Regions from separate parts of the Mus musculus genome. Here region 2 is linked to region 1. A link is a contact called in public Hi-C data. All regions are on one chromosome and are shown on one strand. Each heading gives the region's core, a stretch centred on a gene start, on an enhancer-like site or on the middle of the called end of the contact. The rest is flanking DNA. Distances are from core to core; before and after follow the strand shown.

Region 1 (6,243 bases), core at 1,870-4,369:
TTGGCCTTTTTCTTACCAGCATGGCCTTTAGCAGTGCATTGTATAATTCACCTCACTCCCTTTGTGAGGAATGAAGTGCAGAATCCCCCAGCGAAGCAGCTGTGTAATACAACTGCTGGGGAAATGCAGCCATAGACTTAGAAGTCAAAGTAACTGTCTTCTGCTAAGCATCTGTAAAGCGCAAGCGCCGGCCGGCTGGCTGGTCCTGTTGCTCCATGTACTGCCTTGCAGTTATTTGTCACACAGCTGTACAAGCTAAACCTCCCTAAATTGCTCTCTGTTCCTCCAAGAGAAAGTGTTCCCAGGACATTCAGACATGAGCATCCTATAAAATTACATTTTTCAAAAATGGGACTTAAGACATTGTCAGTTCTGTTGTGTGACATATACATTCCTAAAAATCACTGTGCAGCATGAAATTGGGCAATAAGATCACGGTTTATGGGTGAGGCTAACGGCATAATGCTGAGAAACTTAATGACTCTGTTTATTTGTTTGTTTGTTTTTCGAGACAGGGTTTCTCTGTGTAGCCCTGGCTGTCCTGGAACTCACTCTGTAGACCAGGCTGGCCTCGAACTCAGAAATCCACCTGCCTCTGCCTCCCAAGTGCAGGGAATCAAAGGCGTGCGCCACCACTGCCCGGCCTTTAATGGCTCATTTGTAAAGGGCAAGAATACGACTTTTTAAAGGTAGGTTGAACAGTTTTACAAATGTTGGGTGGTTAGTAAATACATAGTTAAGTATGGCACTTTACTTTGAGAAAAATATCTGTAATTTGCTTGTGAAAGAAATGTAGCTTCTGTTGTTGTGAAGTCCTGTGGAAGCTGCCTGGAATTGGAGGGAAGGTGGGACATCAAGTGCACATGGGCATAGCTAATAACATTGGCCTCGTGTTTCTCATTGGTGTTGCCTAACTCAGATACTGTTGGCATTGTTCTTAAACAAGTGTTACATCTTCTTGAAAAACATCTTCCCTGTTTGCTAACTACTCCTGTGTGGGAATAAGGAAAATAACAGGAGTGGAAGATGGCTTCAGAGTTTAGGGAACTCAGTAGAAATAACTCTACTGTTCTCTTAGACCCTTCCCTCAAGGCTCCCCATCATCCTGCTCCTCACCCAGAACTCCCTCATCTCTGTTCCTTTCTCTTCCCCTTGACGGGCAATGTCTGTAAGTTCCTTGTTCTACAGACTCCTGGTGCTTTTCTCACACCCAGACTGAGGCCATTGTGTGGGATCGTGACCTGATCTGCCACTCAGTTGCTATATATTCTGCCTGACAGTGGGGGTTAAGATTGAAGACTTACAGCCTTTAGATACTTTCATTAGTTAGCAGAATTCTTGAGGATATTTGCTTTTTATCCTCTCATTTATAAGTATAATTACCCAAGAAATATTTGGAAAACAGTGAGTTCCATAAAATATGCAGTGGCCTCCTATTAAGATCAAAACAACACATGACCAGCTTCTAAACCAGTTCTGGGTGTTGTGCTTAAATACAGTGAAAAGCTTACTTATGTTTTTAGCTGACGTTAAAAATTTGAGGACCAATGAAGCATGAAGTGATTGAAAAGAATATTTTGTAGCACATTGTTTGGGGGAAGCCAGCTGCTTAGGGAGTGGGCCAGCTAACAGTGCTGCCAGAATCTGGTTTAGAAAATAATACCCGCAGAAATGAAGAAAAGGCTGCTTTTAACCCTCATTTAGTGTTTACTTCTTTCCTGGGTCAGTTTTACATATGAAATACTTGTGGCTGATTTTACTGCAGAGGGAGGACCTGAACTCTGTTGGCTCTCTAGGTGTTTCCATTTTGAAGATTGCAACCCAAGGACACTGGACAATAAAACAGTGAACTTACTCTACAAAGTGGGGGGGAGAATGGTATTTATATGTTAATTCCATACAGCCCTATGTTTAACCCTATTCCCATTGGTCTTTTACCAGGTGGAGAAAAGCTAGGACTCCACTATTAAAAATACCAAATCAGATAGTTCCAGCTGGGGTTTCCTAATCACTTAAAAGGCAAAAATCAAGGTCACTTTTAATATCTTAAGTAGATAATGATCTTAGCATTTACTTTAGATATTAAATCTGAGTCCTTATTGACTAAACTGTATTGCTAATTTTGAGCTTTTGAAATTTTTTTCCTTGAAAAGAAACATTGGAATTTAATGTGGAGGGAAATGTGTCCTGGGATCGTCCAGTTTATCAATATTCTCACCCAAAAGTTGGCTCACTAATTAGATTCAGTGCCATAGGACGCTTGAGCAGATCATTTTAATCAATCTGTTAGATCAATTTTCTTGTGACTGAATGAGCAGAAAAATGAAGCAGCTGAATGAATTACACAGGGAGGTTGGCACATCCGCCTCCATAGGGATTTTAAGGCCAGAATCTTAATTGTGTGTCTGAAATGGTTGACGGTCTTTCTGAAAATGGAATTTCTCGGGAAGCAGAGGGCTGAGCTTTTGACCTCACTTTACATTGTCACCTGATTCTTTAAAGAGCTGAGCAAGAAGTCGGACTTTTTTTCTTTTGAAAAAAGTTTTTAATTCATTATCATTTGTGTGAGTTACAATTAAGTCTTATAAAGGCAGTTTTTTGGATTTGTTTGTTTTTATTTTGGTAAGGTGCTCTGGAAGCCTTTCAGTATCGAGTATTAATAGCGGACAACAGTTAATATAAATGCAAGTTTTTGAGGCTTAAGGCTGATTTTGTAGCAGCAGCTTTAAAGAGCTGTAACTAATATGGATAGTAATTTCAATGTTTGTTTTGTTAGAGACAGTCTCTCACCTTGTACCCTGGCTGGCCTGGAACTTGCTGTATAGACAAGTTTGACTTGGAACTCACAGAGTTCTCCTGGCCTCTGCTTCAGTAGTTTTTAAAATTAAGAATTACGTATTATTCTTCATCCTCACTCTACCTCAACATCAGGCTGTTTTGACTCTGAAAACAAAGTTTATTCTGTACATAAATATATGTGCTTGGCTTTATTTTTCTTTGTATTAGTCATTGTGGTTAAATGATTTACTGATAGCAGCTGAGTCACAAGTACATTCCTCATTCTCTAGTGAGTCACCTAGCTACATACTAGTTTTGTTTACTTTCCTTCCTTTGAGATATTTCTCCTAAAATAGATATTTCACTGGTTGGTAGGTATAAACATTCTGATTTACTACATTGTAACTATTAGAGCTGTGAAATAGAAAGACTATTACTCAGAAGTCTCACTGACTTAGAAAACTTATTTATTAACATCTGTACTGGTCCGGGCACTTGGCCAAACTTGGGTCAACAAGGGGAAAAAGATTAAAAACTATGGAAACATATTAGTTTGCTGGTAAGAGTAAATACTTACCTAGAGTTGAGACCCAAAGAAGCCAATTATCCACTTGGATAAGTTGGTAGCTTAGGCTAAGCCTTTGCATTGTTATTCATTACTGCTCCTTGAACCTACGTGCTTTGACTCTTTGTTGGAACAAGTTGCTATCTGTTAGGGAAGAAATGACTATGTAGCTCTGTCCTGAAATTTTGGATAAAGGTATGCTTTAAAAATTAGTCTAGGGAGCTGGGCAGTGATGGCGCACGCCTTTAATCCCAGCACTTGGGAAGCTGAGGCAGGCGGATTTCTGAGTTCGAGGCTAGCCTGGTCTACAGAGTGAGTTCCAGGACAGCCAGGGATCCACAGAGAAACCCTGTCTCGAAAAACAAAAAAACAAAACAACAACAACAAAAAATTAATCTAGGAAGCCTGGAGAGATAATTCAACAATTAAGGGAGCGAATTATTCTTACAGAGAACTGGATCTGATTATCAGCTGCATAGCAGCTCATAACTGTTTATAGCCCCAGTTGCAGGGGATTTGACATCCTCTTCTGGCACCTGTAAGCACTGTGCACATATGGTGTGAAGGCAAAACAGCCATGTACAAATGTATAAGTAATTTTTAAAAAAACTTAAGTCTAAGACTGGGAAGATTTCTCAGTGGGTAAAGCATTTGCCATATCATTTAAGCTTATGGACCTGATTTTGAATCACCCATGTAAATAATGAACACAGGATCCTACAGGTCTGTAATCCCAGTACTTGTACAGGGATATAGAAGAGTAAAGACAGGAGACTTCCTGGAAGCTCTGGCTGGCTAGCCTGGCATACAAAGCAGGAAAATGATAAGAAGACCCTGTCTCAAACAAACTAGAAGGCAAGGATTGGCACTGTAAGTTATTCTCTGACCTTAGGAGCTCCATACACACATAAGATTAAGTCTGAAATCTGATGTCAGAAATTCCCAGCTAGTTTATGGCATTAAATCACCTAGCTTAAATATAATTAATGACTTATTATTTCATACAAAGATTCTGCTGAGCTCTGCTGAAGTTGACAACATTAGGGCATCAAACTATATCAGTGCTATTGAAGAAGGTAATAAGATTCCTGAACATTGGAAAACTCTTAGCAGGTGGCCCATTACTTGGCGTGTCACAAAGCTTTAGAGAAACATTGTAGCCCATAGGGTCTTAAGAATGAAAGTGTAGCCAGACGTGGTGGCACACATGCCTTTAATCCCAGCACTTGGGAGGCAGAGGCAGGAGGATTTCTGAGTTTGAGGACAGCCTGGTCTACAAAGTGAGTTCCAGGACAGCCAGGGATACACAGAGAAACCCTGTCTGGGGGCGGGGGGTGGGGTGGGGGGGGTCTCCAAAAAAGAATGAAAGTGTATTGTTTGCAAGTGTGAAGATATATTTAAATTTAGTGCTACTTTTTGGTTTAGTAACAAATAACCTTTGACTTATTTGTGGTCAGCTGATTATTTAACTCCTTAGGATCTGGGTGTTTTGTTTTGTTTTTTCATCTTTAAATGATAATCCCTACCTTATGGGCACTTGTATAGTGTAAATGGAATGGTGTTTGTGTGCCTCAAGCACTAAACATAACTGGAACTTAGAAGGAAATGGCTGGGTGATAATTCGGGCAGTGCTGTAGAGATGTGCATATTGCAGTGACTTATGAGCTACAAAATAAAAGTGTGTTAAGCTTCTTCAGCATTTAAAAAAATACAAATAAATTCAACAAACTATCGTGAAATGATGACATAAAGTTTATGAAGCATTCCATATTCTCTGCAAATGAGAGAAAAAAATGTGCAGTAATGTACCAAATAGAAACCAGTGACCCGGCTGGAGAGCTGGCTCAGTGGTTCAGAGCACCCACTGCTCTTCCAGAGGTCCTGAGTTCAATTCCCAGCAACCACATGGTGGCTCACAACCATCTGTAACGGAATCTGATGCCCTCTTCTGGTATGTCTGAAGACAGCAACAGTATACTCATACAATAAATAAATAAATCTTTTAAAAAGCAAACAAAAACAAACAAAAAAACCAAAGAAAAAAGAAACCAGTGACCACAGAGGATGAAGTTGTATTAGCATTTGAATCTGGATAATAACTAAATATTCTTTTGTAATTAAAAATAGGGTGGTTTTTAAAACTTATTTTTATTTTATGTGTATGATTCTTTGCATGTTTGTAAGTATACAATGTGTGTGCATGGTACTCAGGAGGCCAGAGAGTATGGTGGGTCCCTTGAACTATGAGCCACCAGAGGTGGGTGCTGGGAACTGAACCTGGTCCTCTTCGAAAGCAACAAGGTCTCTTAACTATTAGACCCAAAAAATAAGTTTTAAAACTATATTTTCTTAACTTTTTTTTTTAGATTTATTTATTTATTATAAGTACACTGTAGCTGTCTTCAGATACTCCAGAAGAGGGCGTCATACCTGGTTACGGATGGTTGTGAGCCACCGTGTGGTTGCTGGGATTTGAACTCAGTGCTCTTAACCACTGAGCCATCTCTCAAAGGCTAGGACTGTGGGTCAGTGAGAAGTAGAATACTTCACTAACAGGAGCAATAAAGCCCCAGATTCTAGCCTCAGCACAGCCAATAAAGAAAGAGCTTAAAATCTAAGACCATTCTGTCATTCCCAGGTCAGTGACAGTCTAAGCTGGAGGTTAGGTTTGGTTTGATGTTTTTAGATAGATTACAGGGTTGCATGTTCTACCCCAGCTAGCTTCTAATTACTTTGTAATTTAGGACTTTCCACTCATACCAGTCCTCCTACCTCGGCCTTCTAAGTGCCAGCATTGCAAACATTTGCTAACACCCATCCCAGGTGATTCCTTGTACTCAGAAAGACAAAACAAAACTGCATGAATGGAAGGAAGGGGGAAAAAGGGAAGGTGGAAGAGT
Region 2 (6,560 bases), core at 850-3,349, 320 kb before region 1:
GATGACCTGAGTTTGAATTTCAAGCATCCTCACTAAAATAATAAAATAAAATTAAAATTAAATAAAATAAAGCCAGGCATGGTCCTGTGTGCCTGTAACCATCTGCATTTAGGGGCAGAGAATAGTGGGTCCTGGGAGCTTACTGGTCAGCCAACCAAGCCAAATGTCAAGCTTCAAGTATAATGAGTGGGGGAGGGGGGAGGGAGGGAGGGAGGGGAGAGAGAGAGAGAGAGAGAGAGAGAGAGAGAGAGAGAGAGAGAGAGAGAGAGAGAGAGAATGTGTGCACGTGCACATTCACGTGTAGGAGGGAGGTTGTAATTTTCCACCTTGATCGTATCAGGGCCAAGTTCACCCTCTGAAGTCAAATCACATTCTGCTTCATCACCTTGAGCAAGTTCCTTAACTTATTTGAAGGTCAGTTTCCTCTTCTGTGAAAGAAATAAGTTATCTCAGTGTGTTGCTTTGAAATTTTAATTAGATAATCCACTGGAAACATTTGGCTCAGCAGCTGGTCCTTGGGAAACCACCCCCCAGTGGTCTTGGGTTGAAGTTAACATCATGAAATCTTCTGGGATTTGATCTTTTTCACTAGGACCCTAGGAACAAAGGCCATGGTGAGAACCCCCAGGGAATTAAACAAAATGAAGATAAAGAGCTGGGGTTATAGCTCTTACTTCACGGACATGAAGACTCAAGTATGAATCTCCAGCACCTATGTTAAAATCTCGCATGTAACACCAGCGTGGGGAGTGGGGAGACCCAGGGCTTGCTGGTTGACAGGTTAGGTACAGTTATAGTTGAATGTGAGGTTCTATCTCAGATAAAGCAGGACACCCAGTGGCCTCCAGATGCACACAGATGCATACACACATGCACAGACAAACTCAAAATACCAAAAGAAAGTGCAGACGCAGGAGTCTTGTCTCTGAGATTCTGCAATAGTTGGTTGGCGGCATACCAGAGATTCTTCCCCTATCCTTTAAAGCTCCTGGGGACCCTACACGCAGCAAACCCCTGTAATCACTGATCTGTAGTGTGAATCTGTAGGCAAGGACCAGGTAAGGCAAGAGCTTTGAACTAGTCAAGCATACACTCTGGCAGTTGCTGTCCCACCTCCGCCCTCATGTTCTAGCCTGAGATCATACTGAGTGAGTGGCAGCTGCAACCCCATTCACTCAGGCCCAATTCTGGTGTCTTTGCATTAAAAAAAAAACAAAAAAAAAACAAAAACAAAAAACCCTAGATTAAAAGATGTTCAGATAGAGCTGTACGAATTGTAACCCTTATCCTGGCATCTACTGTGATGTTTTTGTTGCTTCTTCAAATCTTTTACCATTTTTTTTTCTCCTAAAAGAAGGGAACTTAGGGAGTTGTGAAGATGGCTCAGTGGGTAAAGTGCTTGCTGCTAAAGCATTAGGCCCAGAGTTCAATCCCTCAGAATCCAGTTAAAAATAGCCAAGCACTACAGCCCACATTTATAGTTCCAGCACTGGAAAGGGAGAGAACCTCTGGGTCCCACCAGCCAGCCTAGCCAAGAGAGGAAGGAATCTGAAAGTTTAGTGATAGACCCTATGTCAAGATCTAAGCTGGAGATGATTGACGAAGACAGTTGATATCACCTTTAGCTTCTTCACCATATGTGCATGCACCATCAGACACACACACACAAACAAACACCACACACACACGGGGGGTGGGGGGAGAGAGAGAGAGAGAGAGAGAGAGAGAGAGAGAGAGAGAGAGAGAGAGAAATAGAAGAAAATCTTGAAAGTGGTGTGATCCTGCTTACTACAAAATAGAGATATTAGTCCCAAGATTAAAAGATACTAGTTCTCATTTATATCCATTTTTTGTTTGTTTTTGTTTTTGTTTTTTTCTGGTTGCTAGCGAGGCCCTGAGCTTGGCTACATGTTAATGGACACAAAGAATCTGAGGAAGTTGTTTTGGCACAGAGACAAGAGTGGAGTCTGACATGTGATATCTGCTTCTAGGAGGCTTTTCAAAAGTCCTAGGAGAAAGAGAACTTTGGAAGGTCCCCATGAGTCACTGGCTCAGATTTTGCCTTTCTGTTAGCCTGGCCTTACAGATCCCAGGGTTCTATCACCAGGCCTTTGTAGCACATGCCCTCGTTTAGGGAAGTAAGGTCTGGGAAAGCAACAGTCCTGGGCTGTTTACCGTACTTCAACAGAATTTTACCCTGAGAGTCTGGCTTCCTCCTCTCTGCAGGCTTATCCTGGCAAGTCCCCTTACATGCCAGCCTTTCCAAAGAGGAACACCAGAGAGCAGGTTCCAAGCTCAGCTTCCTCTATTTTCCCTGGGTCCTCCAACAAGGCTGGCCAGGGGCCCTGATTCTCACAGTTCCAACATGCACTGTGGTGGGAAGCTCAAGGCTGGGGTTGCAGAAATGGCACTCAAGACTTAAAGCCACCTGGAGACTTGGTTTCTCTCAAAGTGAGCATTCTCTTCTCCTGAGTCCCACTAGTGGAGAATTCAGTACACACACATCTCAACTAAGGCAGGTGTGGACACAAAGTCACAGAAGAAATACTGGAACCAAAGGTTGACCAGATGTTCCTATGGGCGTGCTTGAAAATGCTTGACTATGCATCTCTAGATAGCGTCAGTCTTCTAAGACCAAAGTGAGTCTAAAGAGATCAGGAAGATAAAAAGGGGGTATAGTGGGAAGTGTCTAGGGGGAGTGGGGAGGAAATTGGAATATATATATATATATATATATATATATATATATATGTTTTGATATATTGCTATAATTGTATATTTTACATATTAATATGACACATTAATATATTGATATTAATATATTTGTCAAAAAGTAAAAGATTTAAAGTGAATCTGTTAAATCATTCTCTTACATTTAAAATGTTAAAGGATCAAGTAGTTCAGTCACACCAATAGAGAAAAATAATATGCTACATTTCTGCACATATATGTATACATATTCATGTGTGTACATGTGTAAGGAAGGATTCGCATGTGCCTATGTGTACATGTGTGCATGTAGACACCAGTGGTCAATAGCAGAATGTCTTCCTCAGTTACTCTCTACCTTATTTTTGATACAAGGCCTGTCACTGAACCTGAAACTCACCAGTTGGCTAGGCTGGCTGATCAGTGAGCTCGCAGAAGCCTTCTGCATCCACTCCTTGGTGTTGGGATTAAAGATGCATGCTGCCATGCCTGCCTTTCTGTGGATGCCTGAAGTGTACTTGCATCCTCATGGTTGTACACTAAGCTCCTTACCCACCAATATAGATATATTCCCAACCCCCATTCATTTTCATACATTCAAAATTTGTAATTATGACATACTTCAATCATAACAACAGAAAATAATATACTATATTTCTGTAAGTCCATCACCAAGATTTTGCTAAAACAGCTTCAAATTCTCCCTTTTCTCTCCCTTCCCTCCTCCTCCCCCTCTGTCTCTCTCCTTTCTACCCCTTACCCTCTTTCTCCAATCCTCCTTCCATATGCCCTTTCAAAGAAGTAAAATGTCCACATGCAAGTAAAGTTTCACGTCTTTTTTAAAACTTGTGTGTGTGTATGTGTTTCTGTGAGTCTATGTGTCATTGTGTGTGTTTTCAGCTATATAATCATCATTTTTCTGTGCTTGTGCTATTAGTTGGTGTGCATGTGCAATACACATATGTAATACACAAGTGCTTTACTGTGGAAACAGAGGATTCTGGGAAGTCAGTTCTCTCATGCCACCTTATGGGACCTGGAATTGAACTCAGGTCATCAGGTCTGCACATTAGCACCTCTATCTGCTGGGCCATCTTGCCATGCCTCTACTGCTTTTTCCAATGCAAGTTTTAAACTTACTTTCCCACTGGAGTACACAGAAGAAAAATCCACATATGAATGAGGCACCATGTGCTATTTTAGTATAGGTATGTATGATAACATCTATGCCAGGTTAAGCATAGTTATCTCCCCAAACACCATTTCTTTAAGGTAAAAAGATTGAGAATACATCCATCATTTTGAAACATACAGACATTACTTACTGATGCTTGTAGTCATTGGCCTGAGCGACAGCTTCAGATTTGTTTTGCTTCCTCCTAACTGTAACTTATTATTACTGGCCAACTGCTCCCCCTCGCCATCTCCCAACCAGTGCTGGATGGTCTACCCTTTCTCCTTCCTCAGAGGTTACTATTCAATCTGTTGTTTTCACACATAGTTTTAATTTTTAATAAATATGAACCTTCTGATAAGAACGTGAATTGTACCTGCATACGTATACACATATATGTTCCGCACAGTTAGCCTTTGGCATCTTGCTTTAGTTTGTCAGTGTCTAAAATTTACACAGCTGTATAGAAAGTTAATCCAGGGCACGTATCAACTTCTGTCTATTCTGTCCTATTACATATTCCATGAACCACAACCCTGGGCTGCACAATGATCATTCTTTTGTACTTGAGCTGTTTGTATATGTGCATATGTAATACACATATGGACGGTGCATGTGAACATGCAAGGACATATCTGTACACCTATATAATATAGTCTCCAGGCTAAATAACCAAAGAAAGAATTGCTGTTTCACAGTAGTAATTCCTCTTTTATTTCAATAGATATTCCAAGTTGTTCTCCAAAAAGACTGTACTAATTTACATTCCTACTTAGGGAGTTCCTTGATGCCCAGAGCTCACCATCCCTGCTGTCATCTGATTAATTAATTTCTACTGATATAGTAGACATGAATGGCACTTCAAGATTTCAGTTTGCATCCCTGTGTCTTTGGGAGACAATTATAATTTTTTTCCTCATCTCTCACACTTCATGGGGAGCACAGAGGTTGGCCATCAGTCCTGCTGAGCAGGTTCATGGGACCCAAGGCTAAAAGTGGGGCTATTTTCATCTTGGGGTCAAGCTTAAATCAGTAAGAATAGAGAGAGGGCTGAGTTCCAAAAAAGAAGCAAACACCTTCCTAAAGACACACAACTAAATGAGATCCAGAAGTGCAGGATATAGACAAACTCTGAAACCAGCTAATAAACAGGGAAAAATAATAGACAGACAGACAGACAGGCAGGCAGGCAGGCAGACAGACACAAGTAAGTGGAAAGCATCCAAGTTATTGCCTTAAAACAAAGGTACTTTTTTGCAGCCAGAGAGGGAGCAAGACTGAGTTTGGTGCAGGTAGGCAGAAAAGAGGAACCATTGTACCAAGGTCCCAGAAACCTAGCCTGCTGCCCTTATCCTCTGGGCCACCATCTCTCCTCATGATGGACTCTGCCAGGTGCCCTTAGTAATTCTACACATGTCCAGGTAGACACTGCTGGATGCCCTCAATAATTCTGCAACATGTCTGAATGAACCCTGTAGGTGAACAGGCTGTAAAATATGGGCCACACTTGGATTCAGAGGTTTGGAGTTTCCTTTAGAGCAAAGAGCAATGCAGGTCAGTGCAGGAATAACTTCCTCGGGTGGACCGTTTTTTCCTCCTGGCAGCTTTTCTTTTCAAAGCTTGCTTGGGAAATATTTAACAACCCTTCCCATGGCACTGCTTCTCTGAGAAGTTAAACAAACCCAGACTGATGGAGTGACTTCAAGACATGTGCACCGAAATGCACCTCCCATATGTAAAACACTGGAGCATTCTGGGAGCAGGGATGGGACTCATTTCCTTGGAGACACTGGAGGGTGTGGGAATCTTGCATGTCTCCAAGTTCTCGAACCAGACAAACTCTGAGAAGAAGAGTTCTCTGTCAGTGTGTGTGTGTGACAGATGCAGTTCTTCCTAACAGGGACAGGAAACCATCATAACCTCAATGGGCCCATAGTTTCAGAGACAACTTTCCCTTTGGCTCACTTTGCTTCAGTTATAGCCAGATGTGAAGGACAATGACCAGCGTCTCCAAAGAGATGAGCATAGAAGAGTGTTGTAGTGGCTGGGGAGATGCTCCAGTTGGTAAAGTCCCTCCTAGAAGAGCATGGGGACTTGAGTTTGATACTGAGAATCCACATTAAAAGCCAGGCATGATGGTATACACGTATAATCTCATGTGCTGGGGAAGCAGAGACAGCTGGAGTTCTGGTCAACCAGCCTAGTATTGGTGAGCTCCAGGGCAGTGAGAGACCCTGTCTTAAAAAAACAGGAGGATCCTGGGAGCTTGCTAGTCAGCCAGCCTAGACAAAAAGTGAGCCTCTGGTCAATGAGAGACCCTGACTCAAAGCAATAACATAGAATTTGATAAAAGAAGGCACCCTCCTTTGGCCTCCAAATGTGTGACTATGAATATACACACCCACACATTCACATGCATATACCATGCATGTACAACACACACAGAGAATTGAAAATTATACAAAAGTTAGACAGCACCAAAGTAGATAGCACCTAAAGAACATCACCCAAGGTTGACCTTTGGCCTCACACACACATATATATATCTTAGCACCCTTATAAGCATATACGTACATAGATGGAAGGGTGGATGGATTAATGGGTAGATGTGTAGAGGATACATACATACATAGATCAACAGACAGATAATAGTATTTTTAAAGTGTGTCAGAGCACA

Evidence for each region. A called contact is a pair of places that touch in the nucleus more often than the background predicts.
Region 2: a contact with region 1 is called in a Hi-C map of bone marrow-derived macrophages, with 19 read pairs. The contact joins two enhancer-like sites. A contact is called at or near these places in 1 of 484 Hi-C or Micro-C datasets (bone marrow-derived macrophages), 1 of 115 datasets of contacts at active chromatin or transcription factors (differentiating embryonic stem cells) and 1 of 9 other capture datasets (liver).

What each region holds. Positions count from the first base shown.
Region 1 is chr1:128,396,082-128,402,324 of GRCm38.p6, reverse strand. All of the region lies in intron 4 of Dars (aspartyl-tRNA synthetase), which reads left to right. Among named protein-coding and RNA genes, the nearest start is that of Dars, 18 kb to the left of the region's middle. Within about 2 kb of position 3,119, at least 103 of the 459 cell types and tissues checked have an H3K27ac peak or open chromatin away from gene starts, as enhancers often do. A contact at or near this core is called in bone marrow-derived macrophages, where this site is marked.
Region 2 is chr1:128,717,805-128,724,364 of GRCm38.p6, reverse strand. No RefSeq gene overlaps it. Among named protein-coding and RNA genes, the nearest start is that of Cxcr4, 130 kb to the right of the region's middle. Within about 2 kb of position 2,099, at least 47 of the 459 cell types and tissues checked have an H3K27ac peak or open chromatin away from gene starts, as enhancers often do. A contact at or near this core is called in bone marrow-derived macrophages, where this site is marked.